Regions from separate parts of the Mus musculus genome. Here region 2 is linked to region 1. Evidence: chromatin contacts called from public promoter capture Hi-C data. All regions are on one chromosome and are shown on one strand. The core of a region is the stretch at or near the end of the contact, and the rest is flanking DNA. Distances in the headings are between cores, read along the strand shown.

Region 1 (2,723 bases), core at 144-2,643:
CAGGGTTTCTCTGTGTAGCCCTGGCTGTCCTGGAACTCACTCTGTAGACCAGTCTGGCCTTGAACTCACAGAGATCCACCCGCCTCTGCCTCCCAATTGCTAAGATTAAATAAAGGCTTGCAGAACCACTCTCCAGCTTATATAAACTCTAACCCTAATATTAATAATACAATGGCTAACCCTACCCCACCTCTCTCTAATCATGATGTTTGACGATTTAGTAGTCTTCAGTGGACACAAATTTGTCACCATCAGAAACGGACCCTTGTTTCTGTTTTTGCTGTTGTGAGACATGGGAGCTTCCTGTGTGGAGGTCTTGGAACTCCCCAGTGTTGGAATTGTTAAGTGTTCATCAGCACCCCAGGTCTCAGAGCTGGGCTTCAGGCTTTACAGCTATAAATAGCTATTTCTTATTTGAATAAACCAGCTCTGATCAGACAGCATTTGCTCTGTATGTACTATAAATACTGCTTAGGGTGGTAGTGAAGTTACAGGGCAACCGAGAGAAATTTGTCAGTAAGTTAGGAAAAAAAAAAAAGAAAGAAAGAAGAAAAAAAAAGCCTCTTCATTTTTTTTTTTTTTTTTTTTTAGGCTGGGCATGACAGCCCACACCTTTTTTTTTTTTTTTTTTAAGATTTATTTATTTATTATATGTAAGTACACTGTAGCTGTCTTCAGACACTCCAGAAGAAGGAGTCAGATCTTGTTACGGATGGTTGTGAGCCACCATGTAGTTGCTGGGATTTGAACTCCAGACCTTCGAAAGAGCAGTCGGGTGCTCTTACTCACTGAGCCATCTCACCAGCCCCAAGCCTCTTCATTTAAACGCACCTTAGAATTACAAAATCATTTGTTTTTCTCATTTCATTGTTGTTGTTTTGAGACGGGACTTCACGCTGAACTCCAGGCTGACTTCAACTCACCATGTAGGCTAACCTTGAATTCAAAATATTCTTGCCTCAGCCTCTACGATAGGCTCCACTTTATTTTTGACCTTAAAATTTAGCCGCAGTTTTGACATAGCAGACCAATAGGGTAAAAAATAAAATTACTAATTTCCTTCATGAACTTTCAAGTATTAACCAGAAATTCAGTCACCAGATTTTAGAACAAAAGAGATACTACAGCTTGCGTAGGACAGTCAGCGGTGCGAGGGGTAGAACGAGACCAGGTTGCTCAGCCCACCTGCCTCAGGATTGGCTAAGGCTCCGCAGGCCCCGCCCCTGTCTGGCGTTTCCTTGCACTCGGGCGGGAGCGTCCAGAGAAGTGAGAGGGTGGAGCAAGGCAAGGAGGCCCACCCCCATCTGTCTCAGGATTGGTTGATACCTAGTGGGCCCCGCCCCCTAGGGCGAGGCTTGGGCTGCGGTCGGGAGGCGCGTGGGACGGGCGGGGCAGTCTGTGGCTCTTGCAGTGCCTGTGGCTGGGTCTGTTCGCTGGACGCCGGCCAGGGATGCTTCCGCCGGACCGCTGTGTGGGTCTTGGGTTGTGGCGGAGGGATGGCGAATGTGCAGGTGGCCGTGAGGGTCCGGCCTCTCAGCAAGCGGTGAGTCTGTCAGGAGGGGGCGCCTGAGGGGTCAAGTGAGCTGAGAGGAGTGCGAGGTCCCTGCCTTCCTCAGGGTGGACTGGCGTGGAGAAAAAAAAAAAATCAGACACAGATTGTCATGGAGGCTCAGGGTCCAGAAGGCCTGGAGGGACAGGGCTTCGCGTCCTAGGAGATAGCAGTTCTTGTGTGGCTCCAGGAGTCGCTGCCCTGTGTGCATGTCCTTGGTGACCTGCCAACTAGTTTCTAGGGACCCTGGCTTGGGTCTTGGTGCACGTAGTAGGGCCTTTCTCACGGAGCATGACGTGAGGAAGTACAAAAGGATGGGCAGACTCCACTACTTTTGGTGTTCTGGGAGTACCCAAGTGAGGACTGGAGGCTGTTGTGTCCGTATATACACATGGGATTGCTCCAAGAGGACATAGGAAAAAGAATTATCAGGATATGGAAGGAAAATAAAGGCCCAGAGAAAGTACACTCTCAACCTGTGCTCAGTAGTTGGTGTGATTTAAAGACTGAACTGTGACATAGGGGAAGTTTCTCCAGACATCTCTTCTTGGTGTCCTCCATGCTAGCTAGTTCCTTGTGTAGGAGCCTGATTCTGCACCCCTCAGCCCTTGAGGCATCCAGTGTGAAGCTGCACACTTCATCCTCTTTTCCTCTCACTTGGGAAGTCAGAGAATGCTTTGCACAAAAGTTGGTGTCAAAGAGCTGTTGTGAATGATCTTTGAGTTTTCTGACAAGTAAGGAGAAGAAGTGCAGAGTCCTCCAAGAACAGGAAGAAAGAGCAAATCTCTGCTCTTAGGGTGTAGATGGAAGCCTTGGACACCTGCTTGGGTTGAAGCGGAAGAGTGATGGGTGATAAAACTGGCAGAGTGTGGGTCTAGACCAGATGACATGTATTGGAATTAGCAGGTTTTTTTTAACTGTCCAGTACACAAGATACCTTGGTAAATGGGAACAGAGGTCAAAAAGGGCATTGTCTCCTATGACGAAAATGGTTCTGTATGGGTTAGGTTTGTCCTTTTAGAGGCCATCTGCTTTTAAAAGTTTAGACCGAATGAGAGCAGTGAGATAGGAGGAACACAAAAGAGTGTACCCCAAATTGCTGTGTTTTGATTGGTAAATGACTTTTTAAACATCTGGCTTTATATCACTGCCTGTGGTGACTCAGGGCTGGGGG
Region 2 (2,723 bases), core at 163-2,662, 640 kb after region 1:
AAGACAGAAGGAGGTGGATATTAGCACAGAAGACATTTGCCATCAAATTTTAATACAAATTGAGAAATGGAGGCAACACCAAACTAATCACGGGTATCCAAAGGCTTACTGAACACTAGATAACAAACTAGGCTTCCTTACACATAATCTCAACTGCATGTTTAAATCGTTCTGCCCCCACAGGACCTTAAACACTGCAGAGAGCCAAGCCTTCAACTGCTCACCTGAAGCTTTCTTTTCTTTCAGATGTTCATTGAATGAGCTATTACTGTCTCCTTGTTCTACAGCAGATTGTTCCGGATTTGATACAATATCCTAGAAAACATGAGCACATAAGATCCTCACAGTACACAAAGTAGTACAACAGGGACCTTTCTGTGGGTGAGAACACGTTGATTTCATTTTTCGTTCCCCACCAACTTTATCCAAAAGCTAACAATCAACTAAACACGTTAATTTTCTGGGTTAGTTTGGTGTAGGGGGGTCAGAAAAAAATAATAACTTGAACAGGGCATCATCACTCACTCACCAACACGGGGTTCTCTTTGTGCATCTGCAGATTAGGAAGGTGTCGAGATAGCACGCTGAAGTGAGAGCCTGCATCTTCTTCCAGAACCTGGCTTTCAGGCTGAGAATCTTCTATTATCAGGCAAGGAGTGTCTTGCTGAGAGAAATCTGAATCCAATTGACTTCCAGTAGGGTCCATCTGCTCCCCTGGAATGGAATAACAAAAGATCAGTTCGAAGAGTAACCCTATTGAGCTTTCCACACACAATCTGAGACTAAATAAAGGGGCGGAAGTGTGAGATCGAGAAAGGGACCATTCTAGGGCTACCCAGTAGCCCACATTTGCAATCGCTCTTAGCACTTTCTCAGCCATCTCCCCAGCCCTCATTTCTCCGTTATTTACCACCGCGCCTCTGGATCCTTCGATCTCCCCCTCCCTCCCTCCTTTCTCTTCACCTTCCCTCAGACACGCTTCCTTCCTCACCTCTTCTCCCCGCCCCTTTCCATCCCCCACACAACTCTCCCCGCGTTCTGACGCCACTGAGCCCCGGGAAGACCTCTTCGCAACCCCGGCGGGCGGGAAGCCCACGGCCCTCATGCGGCCTCAGGACCACCGCGGCGGCTGCCTCCCCACCCCCTCCCCGGCCCTCCAACCCCGTCCCCGTCACCGCCGCCATGCTTGCCACCCCGCCCCCTCCAGGCGGCCAGCCCTTCAAGCCCGCCACCCGGGCCTCTGCGGCCCGCTAGCTCGGCTCCGCTCGCAGCACTACCTGGCATCCCGGCGAGAGGTGCCTCGCGCTGGATCTAGAGGTTTCTGCACGCTGCCCAGGCCCCTCCAGGTCGATCCCCAGGTCGCCACTGTCGCCACCGCCGCCACTGGCCGCGAGCTCCCCCTTTTCCCGTCACGTCACGCAATATCGGATCGCCCATTCGCTGCTGTTGTCTGCCACTCAGGAAATCCTATGGATGATAGGTGGCTGAGGTGAAGTGCCCGCCCCCAGCGTAAGAAAAGGAACACGGCGGCGTGTTTCCATGGTAGCATGGACGTCGCAGGCCCTCCCCCTAATACAGCCAGCATGACAGTATCCTTGAACCGAAGGGACATTAAGAGGGCATGAAATAAAAACCCCTGCCTGAAGGACGGGGGTACTCACTACTCACACTTGAGGGCTTCGGCCCCTTCACTGACTTCCGTGGAAAAGGAGAGTCTCCTGGATTTTCAAAGAAAGGGCAAAGAGGAGGAGAATTGAGGAGAGCTAGTACTTCTGAAATGGTGAAATGGAAGAGAAGCCTCTGTGGGGTTTGCCAGTGTCGATCAGGATCCCATTTGTAGACCTCTGCCTGAATTTAAAGGCTTCCGTTTTCCCACTCTATGTCTCTGGCAGTTTTGATTTTGTTGTTTTATATTGTCTTCGTGTTCCCACTCCCTTTCAAGCTTCCCTATTTGTCTCTCTCTGCCCTTTCTTTTAGGGAATTGCAGCAGCCCCAGACGCTTTGCACCTCCCATTGAACGAACTGAGCATTGTAATCCTCAAACTAGAAGCAAAGAGAACAGCTGTCACCCCTACTAACTCAATGACCTAAAGGATCCAGGCCCAGAGATTTAATTATCCTAATCATGGTGTCAGGGTCTTATAAAGGGTGTGGCAGCTGTGACAACTATTAATGAACTGAGCTCAAGATACATATGTGGTTTCACTGTCATTTTAATTTAAAGAGCCGTTGGATCTGGGCTAGAATTCTAACCAAGCAGCTGTCAGGAGGGAAAGCACCTAGCACAGTGCCAAGAATATACATAGAAGGCATTAAAATGGAGGCGGTTTTCTCTACTCCAGACTCAGAATTATTTAGGCACAGCCCATACATGATTCTCAACTTCTATAAATGCCCAGTTTAGCACTTGAAATAAGCCAAGCTTAGAGAGGAGCATCCTACCAGCCAATCTCCTCTCTGCTGCTATAAATTACAGTGATCATATTCTCCTAACCCAAAAATCAAAGCATGTTGTCTTCATACGCATTACTTGTGGGAACAAAAGGATCAGCTTAAACGAAATCGCTCTGAAAATTTTAGGATCTATTGTTATAACTAAAATTCCAATCCTAGAATGTTTTACAAGTAGAGCAAAAATGACCCAAATCACAGAGACACATCTTACCTCTTAATCCTAAAATCATTCATGATTGACTCCTGAGTTTCTCTACTGAGTACTAGAC

Evidence for each region. Promoter capture Hi-C pulls out the DNA fragments that hold promoters and counts their contacts.
Region 2: a contact with region 1 is called in a promoter capture Hi-C map of liver, with 2.4 times the contacts expected there. The contact joins the promoter of Trp53bp1 here to the promoter of Stard9 in region 1. A contact is called at or near these places in 3 of 39 promoter capture datasets (liver and pre-B cells).

The regions. Positions count from the first base shown.
Region 1 is chr2:120,627,728-120,630,450 of GRCm38.p6, forward strand. Stard9 (START domain containing 9) reads left to right here and starts at 1,394. Exons shown (of 33, transcript NM_001370940.1): 1 at 1,394-1,543. The coding sequence starts at 1,497.
Region 2 is chr2:121,269,995-121,272,717 of GRCm38.p6, forward strand. Trp53bp1 (transformation related protein 53 binding protein 1) reads right to left here and starts at 1,413. Exons shown (of 28, transcript NM_013735.4): 1 at 1,278-1,413; 2 at 530-714; 3 at 225-315. The coding sequence starts at 1,284.